2 separate regions of the Rattus norvegicus genome follow, and region 1 is linked to region 2. A link is a contact called in public Hi-C data. All regions are on one chromosome and are shown on one strand. The core of a region is the stretch at or near the end of the contact, and the rest is flanking DNA. Distances in the headings are between cores, read along the strand shown. Region 1 has its middle 110 kb from the start of Rpl27al3. Region 2 holds the start of Tshz3 (teashirt zinc finger homeobox 3).

Evidence for each region. Hi-C and Micro-C count contacts between places; a contact is called where the count stands out from the background.
Region 1: a Hi-C map of frontal cortex shows a contact between it and region 2, with 2.2 times the contacts expected there. The contact joins the enhancer-like site here to the promoter of Tshz3 in region 2. A contact is called at or near these places in 2 of 12 Hi-C or Micro-C datasets (frontal cortex and psoas muscle) and 1 of 1 datasets of contacts at active chromatin or transcription factors (oligodendrocytes).

What each region holds. Positions count from the first base shown.
Region 1 is chr1:98,805,030-98,810,434 of GRCr8, forward strand. No RefSeq gene overlaps it. Among named protein-coding and RNA genes, the nearest start is that of Rpl27al3, 110 kb to the left of the region's middle. Within about 2 kb of position 1,437, at least 4 of the 93 cell types and tissues checked have an H3K27ac peak or open chromatin away from gene starts, as enhancers often do.
Region 2 is chr1:98,522,183-98,527,426 of GRCr8, forward strand. Tshz3 (teashirt zinc finger homeobox 3) reads left to right here and starts at 3,402. Exons shown (of 2, transcript NM_001107506.1): 1 at 3,402-3,435. LOC108349564 (a long non-coding RNA gene) reads right to left here and starts at 2,741. Exons shown (of 2, transcript XR_001835726.2): 1 at 1,873-2,741; 2 at 1-1,358.

The DNA.
Region 1 (5,405 bases), core at 187-2,686, 280 kb after region 2:
AAGCAGGAACCGAACCCCAGGGATGGGCTCTGCAGACTGTGCACCCCTAGAAACCTTCAGGAATCGCTGCCTTCTGCAAATGAGTGTCCAAGAGCTTATCCCATGCAGGAAGGGAAGGAGGCAGTAGACAGACGCAAGCCTGTTAATGGACAGTAGATCTGCAGGCCTGTGTGGAGAAGGCTCACAGGGTGCCTTATCTCCAGTCCTCAGACCAGCAAAACCATAGCATCTACATCAAAGCTTCCAAGGCCAGCTGGGCATGGTGGCAGATCCACTTGGGGGGCAACAAAAGCAAGTGGATCTCTGTAGGTTTGAGGCTAGCCTGCTACATGCCAGCCAGGGCCTACCCTTTAACCCCATCTCAAAACTGGGGGGGGGGGTTGGGAGGGAGGGAGGGAGGGAGGGAAGGAAGGAAGGAAGGAAGGAAGGAAGGAAGGAAGGAAGGAAGGAAGGAAGGAAGGCCTGCCTTAATACTGTCCCCCGGAGCTGGGACGCTCCCTGGTGGTGATTGTCTGAAGTTCACCTAGAGGCTCTGAACCTCCCGTGTTGTCTTTCTAGAGTCAGTTGTGCAAGACTCAGATGCATGCATCGAAAACAGAAAGGAGAAAGGGCCTTAATCATAATCGAGGTTGGGACAAGGAGGACAAGAGGTGGCTAGATAGTGCCTGTCTTAGGGTGTTCCTTCTGACTCCTGCTGGCTGGGGAGGAGTTAAGAGGACCCCGATTTCCAAAACTCATCATTTTTCAGGAAGGGCAGGACAGCACAGCACATCCAACAGCTCACACACCCAGATAATGGCAAAGGCCTGGGCCCTTTCCCAGTCACCTGAGGGTATCAAGCAGCTTGTTTCACTTCTGGAACTGATTCTGTCGCCGCCTTCCCTTATCCTGGAGTCTAAGATCTTCAAAATAAATAACAATAAAAAATGTTTTTAATGAAATGAAAAAGGATACTAAGTTCATCCAATGATTTTTTTTTTTACAAGGTAAAAATGTAGGCTCTGATTTTTTAAGATTATTAGGAGTTTTAAGACGGTGTAATCAGAGCTTTTACCAGGGAGAGGTCACTGTAATTACAGAGCCATGTGTGGCGACATGGCTCACAAACATCCATAGAGTCTCCGTGAAGAAACCTTTTCTGACTAAACCATTGTATACTCTGAACATCAGGTGGCATACTGCAGGAACTCGATGGACACGGAAGAACAACCCTCCGCCCCCGCCCCCGCCCCGCCCCCCGCCCCGCCCCTCTGACCTGCCAGGACGGCGTGCTCTGTCCCTTGCCAACAATAGACAAACAGAAAACAAAAAACGAACAAAATCAACCAAACAACCCATCACACAAAAGCCAAAACAAAACACAGGAAGAATTGGCTGAGCTAGTGAGGAGCCTGGGAGTATTTAGTTACTATTCCACCCCTAGAGAAGGGACAGATGACCTCTAGTGTTGGAACTGATGAAGAGCTCCGTGGACAGAGTTTGGACAGGGGAGAAGCGGGTGTTTCAGGCACAGGCAAGTAGCAAAGGTGGGAAGCTATGGAGACCCGCAATGCATACTGGGACTTACAACGTGGAACTAGAATATGGAGCATATAGAGGACACAGTGGGAAGCTCTCAGGGCGCTCTGGAGTCCCCTCGTTCCCTCTCTGGCTCGTGAAGGCTTCCTTTAGCAATCTTTCCCAACAGAAGCATGACAGCTGCTTAGTCCAGGGCAGAAGGGAGGTCTCCTCATCCATTCTCAGAAACCGAGCAAAGGGTTTGCCCCAGCACCAGCAAGGAGTTGGGTACTGGTGATGGCAGTTGAAAGGGTTCAGGATTCTTAGTTCTGTCTGGGAAGGACAGTGTGCAGGAGTCTTGGGTAGGGATCATCAAGTGAGTAAGGAGCTATGAAAGCAACAGTACATGAATTTTACCATCTCTAAATATTCTACCAATCTACGTATACATCTATCCAAGCTCATCTATCCAACTACACACACACACACACACACACACACACACACACACACACAACCAGCTCATACCCACCAGTCCATCCAAACACTCACTCACCCACCCACCCATCCATCCATCCACCCACCAATCCATCCATCTAAACACATACCCATCTACCTATTTTTCTAAACATACTCTGATCCACCAATCTATTAATCCATCCACCCATTCTCTCTTTCTCCCACTGTGTTAAGAGGGAGGATGAAGCCTACATTGTATGCAATATATTGTGAAGGCTTCATACGAGTTAATCAGGCAATCTTGCAATGAGGAAGCCACAGTTCATTAGGAGGGGTGACCGCGCTATGAAGACAAAAAGAAACGAACAGCATCAGGAGGAGATACTAATAGAGGAAGGCAAAGCTCAGGAAGATCGTGGGAGACAGTGATCAGGAGAAGTGAAGCTACAATCCGGGAGGGAATCTAGTCCAACGAATACATCCTGAGCATGCACTGGGCTTAGGTCCGGAGATGGGCACAGCATCCATTCAAAAAGCCTGGGTCCCACTTGACCCCGTATAGGAATTGCTAAGTGGGTACTTCAATTCTTGGGTAATGCTTCTATCTCTAGGGAGGGGTTCCATCCATCTGACGCCCAGCAATTTAGGGGAAACGAGGATAGAGCGTAAAGCAACAGGGGGCTGAGCAAGGGGCGCATTAGAAAACGTTGCCCCCAAACCCAATGAGCCTTTTCACCCAACAGAAGTTAGTCCCCAATCTCTATGGGCTTCTGCAGCTGGCTTCTTTGCATTTCTGTTCATCATCGCAGCCTGCCTTTTCTCCCTCCCTTCTCAACACTAGATTAGACTCTCATCAAAGGTCTGGGGGTGGGGGTTGGGGGGGGGAAGAGAGCGTTTATGCAGATCAGTCTACGTTCGGGCATCAGTGGTTAACCCGGTAATAGACACTTCTATTACCCTCCCTGGAATCCTTGGAGGATCAATGTATGGGTTTAACTACCACGCGCACCGACAAAACGTAGATGGGCGGCGTTGCCTTCGAGCGAGCACCGGAGCCTGTGTATATGTTTCTCTCATTATTTGGATGTGCGTTTGAGTGTTATGATCAGTGATTCAGGGCACATGATTCATCAGGAAGACGTTTGCTCGGCAGACATGTGAGGAGCTGTCTGCCTCTTCAATCTCACTGACAGGGCAAAAATGCTGATTTATAGTAAATCATTAAAATCTGCTTATTATGGTGAGACTTGTTCTTCTTCCCCAGTTGGAGCCTGCAACTTGAGCTGCAGCACGTCTCTCACAATTTTATACTACAGCAGGCAGTTATTTGAACAAGAGAGGAGCACTCTTTAGTCTTTATTAGTGCCTATGAAAGGATATTTTGTTTAAAGAAGACTAATTAAGAATGCAGACGATTTGCTTGCTCAGTTTAAAGGGGTGGGGGGCAAAAATAAAGATTTAAAACGTCTAAGAGGAACAAAGAATTCCTGGACTGAAAGAATGCTCCAAAATGAGATTGGGTGCGTATTTTAAAGAGGCCTGAAATAGCAGTTCAGATGGTGCCGGTGTGTTTGGGCAGGGCTGCGGAGGGGGTCATCTGAGAGGCCGGGTCAGAGGAAGGGCTCGAAGGTCTTGAACATAAAATGAAAACTGGAAAAGGATGATGACGACGCCATTGTGAGGTTCAAGGCCAGTACTGTGACAATCGGCCTGTAGCTTTAAAGACCACCTGGGAAGCGTTATATTTTGAACAGAGAATTTCAGATTTGGTGGCAGCCTTCGAGGGGAGTGCGTCACATGCTAGGTAAACAAAGAAATAACACAAAGAGGTCTATATTTTGTATGTGTTACTTACAGTATAAAAAAATTAATTTGATGCCTGGGGACAGAAATCCTTGCCACTGAATTACAAAGAAGTGAATAAACGGGCTCAAAATGAATCCATCCAGATCTGTCCCCTTAATAAGACTAATTCCGGAGAACAAAGACGAGCATAATGCATTTTAAATTAAGTTGGAAAATGCATAATTTATATTTGTTTTATTTCTTCATATTTTAACACAGGTGCGTTGCAGAATGCTAAGGACTATGGAAGGGCACACTCTGTCCACCATTCCTCACTTAAAAAAAAAGAAAGAAAGGACTACTATTTCTCTCCTGGTTCCGGCAGCAAGGGCAGAATCTGACAAAAACAAAATAAAACAAAACAAAAAAAAAAAAAGCAGGGCAAGGAGAACGTGAGTGTGAGCAGTTAAAATCCATCCCGAGGTCTCCTCATTCCTAAAGCAACACTCGAAACCATAAAAATAAAAATAATAAATAAATAAATAAATAAATAAATAAATAAATAAAGCACAAAGAGTTAATGGGGCTAAAAACCGTGCTTTCTTTTCTCTCAAGTTGGAGAAATCCCTGTTAAGATGTGTCGCAAGACCCTTGCCCTGCATATGCAGCCCAAGAAGAACCCAGTTGCAAGACAAACACTTCTGGTGCAGAGAGGGAGGTGATTCCATTCATATACATTTCAGGCGTTGGGGCATTGAGAAACAAATGTTCTCCTCCCCATCCTAGAAATGGTTCCCTCTGCCTTCAACCTCTTCCTCCCTCCCCCTTCATCCCACCCCAGTTGACCCCGGATTCTTCATGGCTCTTATACATGGCCATTGTTTTGAGTGGAGCTTCACTCACTCACTCAGCTTTAGCTTAGCTCCTATTTCACTTCTAAGTCATGAGGAGGACCTGGATGGAGATGGAGCCACACCCACTTAGGTACCTGTTTATGAGGAGCTGTGGTGCATCTACTGGGCCACAGCTGCTGAGCTGAATGGCCCAGTCTTTCAAGGCAGGGTAGTGCCACAGTCTGCTGTCAGGAGACTGGACCGTAGCAAGGTCTTGAACATTTCTGTGTCTCTGTGTGGAAGCCTGGCTCACATCATCTTAAGCTGTCTTTGTGATGGTCCTGGATCATGCATGGCTTTAAAGCTTGAGCAGCAACCAGGCCCTCTCTGAAGCTCACACAGGAACAACCCTCTGTATGTACCTGGTGAGTCTCAGTTCTAAATGCTGTAGAATCGACCCTTTCTTTGTGAAACAGAACCAGTGTAGCCACAGGACACAGGCCATTAACTCATTGGTGAGCATTTAGAAGGCAGCTCCATCACAGTGTTTTTTTAAGGAGCCTTTGGGATCTTGGCTTCTGTGCCCTATCCCTGACAAACGGGTAATGAGCATTGTCTTATGCACATGTGCAGAGAAGGTGTTTGCTGCCCTTGAATATAAAAAAATCCTGACATGATCCTGTGTTGGTAGCCCTATTCTAGAGCGTGATGGAGAATTTGGACAATGGGATGTAGTTGGGGGAAGTAAGTCTCTCGTGTGAAGGCCTTTTTAGGTTCTAACTGGTTCCCAGTCCCTTCTCCTTGTGCTTCCTGTGTGTGCCTGAGGGAAAA
Region 2 (5,244 bases), core at 2,152-4,651:
TTTCTTCCTAAACAGAGTCCTTTGCTCTCACTGAGAGTCCATTAGTCGGCATTTCTCCAGGTCAGGCCCTGGGAAGCAGCAGTCAGCCCTGGCTATACAAAGTTTTTGTTGCTGTTGAAATCTTGCTAGATGCAAAGGGGCAGACTCCACAACCCAGCACCTAGCACAGGTTGAGGGAGTTAAGGTCCCGCATTCAGGGTCGACTTTGTGTTGGGTGAGAATCTGGGGAACCCTTTTCTTTTAGTTACACCCAGCCTTACAGCAGAAGGGAAGATAAATCCTAGTGAAATATAAGGAGTAGGTTGACCTTGCCCACTTTCGATGTTCCAATGTTCCATCCGTACAACGACCTGAAAAGCTGTGCACATGTTGTGGTCCCCCAAATTAAGGGTGAATGGGTGCATGTAGCTAAAAGAACTCAGCGGAAATAGGAATCCAGGCAGTGCCAAAACGGCCGAGTCTGTTTGAGTGCCCCACCGGGCAAGGAAGTGTGGTCGCAGTGTGCACTCCGTACAGCCCGTGTTGTGCGTGACAGGCTGTCGCTGCAATGTGCAGCCCATTGACACTGATGGATGCGCCAATGGTTGGACGGACAGATGTTAGGGCGGATCACACAGTGCGCGGCGCCTGAGCAGGGAGGGCTAGGCACTGGTGAGCAGGGGTGCCGACAGGCGATAGGGGACCGGTGCTTGAGCCACTGCACGAGGGTATGAGGGGTGGAGGTGGGTAGCGAGGGAACGAAGGTTGAGAGAGCACCAAAAGGAAGCAAAGGGAGAGGGAAGCATCCTTTGGGCGAACTCCCCGTGCGCGGTGCCCAAGGCTGTGAGCACGTCGCCGCCGCCGGCGTGCCTAAATGCGCTCTCCGCGCTTTGAATGTGAGCCCCGGACCTTCTGGGTCTGGCCTCCAGGGACAACGACCCTCCTCCAGGTCAGAGGGGTGCCGTGGTCACCTGAACTGTGAGGCCAACGGCGAGGCCAACCGACTCACCGATTCCTCGCTGGAAAGAAGCTTTAAGCGCCGGAGCCCGCGTCTCCCCGGCCTGGACGAGACGCCGTTTCGGCCTCTGCGGCCGCAGGCACCAAGCACCCCAGGCGCACCCACCCACGAGTACGCGACACACACATGCAGCACTGGAGCTCAGCCGCAACCTGCCTCTGGCTCTCGGCTCCGCCCGGGATCCACGCCGGGTTAATTCAACTCCCGAGCGCCTGGGCACTGGAGCCGGCTTTATAGCCCGGGAGGACAGCAGCTACACATCTGCATTCAGGGAGGCGTCTGGACCCAGCCCAAGCCAGCCGGCCGGGGGCGAGCGGAGACTTTTGATCTTACCGGTAGGGTGAGATCTTGGTCTCCTGGTCTACAAGAAAAAGAAAGCACGCTGTGAACTTTTAAAACAAACTTGAAAAACCAACCACAAAGAAAGCATGAAAAAGAGAGAGGGCTGAAGAAGAGGGAAGAGAAGAATAAGTTTAAAATAAGAGGAAGAAGAAGAAAAAAGCAGCAGCAAGAAAGGAAGGCCAGGGTTTGCAGCTCCCAGTGCGCTCAGGCGGCTAGTCCTGGGGCGCAGGGCACTGGCCCTCGGGTAGACTGTGGGCCTCGGGGCTCGCGTGGGTGCTAGGGCCCCAGCCGGCGCGCCGAAATACAGTGCTGCTCCCGGAGCCGGGGGCCCAGAGGCCACCCCAGCCACGGACGCCGGGAGCCCGCTGCGCCGCGGCCGCCCCATTCCCGGCCTAAGAGCTGGCCCAGGGAGACGCAATCGAGCCCGCAGCGCATCGATGCGCCGCCGCCCGCGCCTCTCAAGCTCTGGCTGGCGCTCCGCCGCCACCGCTCGAGGGTCGCCCGCTTGAATTCCAGCCCACCCGCGCCCTCACCACCAGAGTAAGTGAGCCCACGTCGCCCGGTCGCCACCACAGCCTTCCAGCCGCCTCCTTCACGGGGCACATCGGCCAAGTCTGCCCGGAACCTCTGCGACCCCAATCACCCAATCAATAATCAATCCCTTTCGTCCACAACTGCCCCTAAGCCAGGAGCATCTGGGGCAACCTCCCCAGTCCTGGGCGCACCCCGGCGGGGGATGGGTAGGGGAGCCGGAGTTTCTTCTCCCTCCCCCGTTCCCGCCTTAGAAACCTCCGACGCCGTGGGTGGGGGGCGCGGCCAGGAGCCCAAGGGGGCGAGACGCCGGGTGCTGAGACGGTGATCGTCCCAAAGTCAGTAAAGGAAACTTGGAGGTGACCCCTCCCACGCTTACCCCCGAAACAAACCTGGGAAAGTTTGTGGCGGGGGGGTGGGAGGACGGAAGGAGATAGCCACGGTGGGTCCCAGGAGAGGAACCCCAGGGCCCACACCCACGGCAACCCGCATATCTTCTCCCCAAGGCACCCCCGGGGCCCTGGCATCTTTGAAGGGGTACCATCCCGAGTTGTGGAGCGCTCTGGGGCTTTGCACGCGGTGGGTTGAGAGGAGTGCGGGCCGGGAGGGGCAGCGGGGAGCGGCCCGGGGTTGAGCCGGGGTGGGGAAGAGAGATGGGCGGGGGCTGTGGGCGCCCCGGGACAGGCTCCGAAGGGCGGACCCCGCGTCCCGGCGAGAACGCTCGGGGCAGAGACTGAGGGCTAGCTCCGGGTGTCTGGACTTGGGCGGAGGGCCCTGGGCAGGCGTCCGGGCCAGGGCCAGGACCCAGGCTGGGGGCGCCTCCGCGGGCAGGCGAGTGACACGATCATCTCCTTTTCCTTTAAGCTTGCCTGTTGCCGACGCCGCCGCTCCAGCCGCGCCGTGGGCAGAAGACTGGACCGCTGAGCCCCGGGCCGCGGCGGCGGCGGCTGCGCCCCCCCCCTCCACCCCCGGATGCCTTGACCTCCCTGCCTGGGGGCGGGAAGCGGGGCAGGACCGGCCGGGGTCGCTCCGGGGCTCCTCCTCTCATCTTTCTGCCCGCCTTCTCCTCCTTCACTCCCCGCCCCCCAGCCCCGAACCCCGCGCACCTCGTCTGGGGACGGGGCGGGGGGGGGGCAGGGCGACCGCTCCTCCCCGCCCCCTCCTCCTCAGGCCTCTGGAGCGATTTGTCAAACTTCCCATTCCGCCGGCAGCGCGGTCCTCCTCCTCCTCCTCCTTCTCCTCCTCCTCCTCCTCTGCCTCCTCCTCCCCCTCGCGCTCCTCCTTCCCCGCGCCTCCCTTGCCCGCCCTCCTTCCCTCCGCACGTTCGGGGATCGCGGCGGAGCGCAGCGAGGGGGGGACGCGGAGAGCCGGGGCGCAGCAGCATCCTGCGGGCGGCCGCTCTCCGGGGGGGAGGCTGCGAGCAGGCCCGCCTCGCCCCCCCCCGCCGCCCCTCCCTCCCTCGGCTCAGCCCGGCAGCGGCGGCGGCGGCGGCGGCGGCGGCGGTGGCAGTCGCGGGAGAAGCATCATGCCGAGGAGGAAGCAGCAGGCGCCCCGGCGCGCAGCAGGTACGAGCGGCTTCCCCTTCCTCCTCCGGTCCTCCTCCTCTTCCTCTGCTCCCGCCGCGCCTCTGGGCCGCCGGCCCCCGCGCTGCTCGCCGCACTCCTCGCCTCTCTCTCTTTTTCTGTCTGTCTCTGCGGGCGCAGAGTAACTCCGGGAGCCCGGCTGGCTCGCGGCTCTCCTGCCCGGGTGAGCGCGCCCCCCGGTTGCCCCGCTATGTTCTCCGCTCGACCGGCTCGCACACCCTCCCGGGGACGACTGAGCTGGCTTGGGTCCCCGCCTCTGCCGATCCGGCTGCAGCGGAGAAGCGCTCTCCAACCGGTGCCTTTCGGTGGGGGGCGGGCGGGGTCACCTGAGTTCTCTGGGACACCTTTCGCGTTGTCCCGGGCAGTACCCGGTGCCTACCGGGACCAGAGCGAGCGAGCGTGAGCTACCGGATCCCTCTGGCCACCTTACTGCTAATTCGATTGATTCTTCATTTATTGGGCCCAAACCGGGTACAGCGGTGGAAACCAGAGTGCACTGGGTCTGTGTATTGTCAGATGACTGTCAGGTCAGTGTTGGATGCTGACATTTCCTTCATTCGTGAATGTCTTCTTACCCCCCTCCCTCTCTTTCCGCTGCTGCTCCCTACCCTTTTCTAGCACTTAGTTCTGGGACATATCTGAGTACTCCCCCCTCCCTCTCTTTTTCTGCCAGGAACGTCAACTCCTGTTAGGACTGAGCTGATTTTTTTTTTTTTCTGGAAAAGAGAATCATTGAAAACAAAACAAAACCCACACACAGAACATTATTTTGCAATAATGTCGGTTGGGGGCACGTTGGCTGGAAGAAGGGTTTCTGGCGGGTTGCCACCCTTGATTTGATGACTGATTGATCGCCCGTCATGCCTGTGCCTTTGATCTATTCATTCCCAATAAACATCAATAAATCACTTGCAATAGTGAGGCCAAGCTCCGTGACGTCAGGAGGGCCCTGTCAGTGCAACTTCAGGGATTTGGGGCGGCTTGCCGAGAGAGGACCACATATGGACGTGATGTATTTTGATATGAATAACACTCAAGACGTGCAGAGGCTCAGATGCTGCCCGAAGGGGAGGGTTACTTAGGAATCCTTTTCTTTAATCTTCTTTCTTTTCACTTCCCTTTTGAAAAAAGAGGGGAGGGCTGAGGGAAGAAGGAAGGGTCACCGAGGTAATGTTCCACGTGCTGGTGGTATACAGGCTAGTGGTGGTGCTCTGCAGGTTGCTGGTGGTGGCAATTACCTTCAGACTAGCGGGGCTCCCACCTCAGCTGCTCTCTGGCCTCTTTACCAGAGTCACAGAGAAGGGACCATAAGGTACTTCTCCCACAAGGGTATTGGTCTGACGGTGTTGTGAAGAAACCTTGGGGTGGGGTGGGGGATTTAACTTGGTTTGGTGCATAGAAGGAAGGCATGTTTTCCTTCTGCACTCAGTGTTACCCAAATTTAGAAAGTTCGAAGATCCCTACAGAGAGCTCACCTCTTCCCTGATGCTGCCTGCTCATCCCATCTCCTCCTTTAAATTCCAAGCTTTTGCAGTGAGCTGATCTACCCGAAATAAACTCTAAGACTTTGGAGGCATCCTTTACAAAGTTGGTTAGTAGGAATGTCTTGGGCTTCTTCCAGTCTGGGATTTTTTTTTTTTCTCCTTACTTTCTTTCTTTTTCGGGTACACGTTTTTTAAGGTATCTGTGCCTCCATCCAATGAAACATATGTGACCACATCCTTGCATTTGGTCTTGAACTCTGTAGCTCTTCCCCACTGCTCCACCCAGCCCACAGGACAGTTTTCTCAA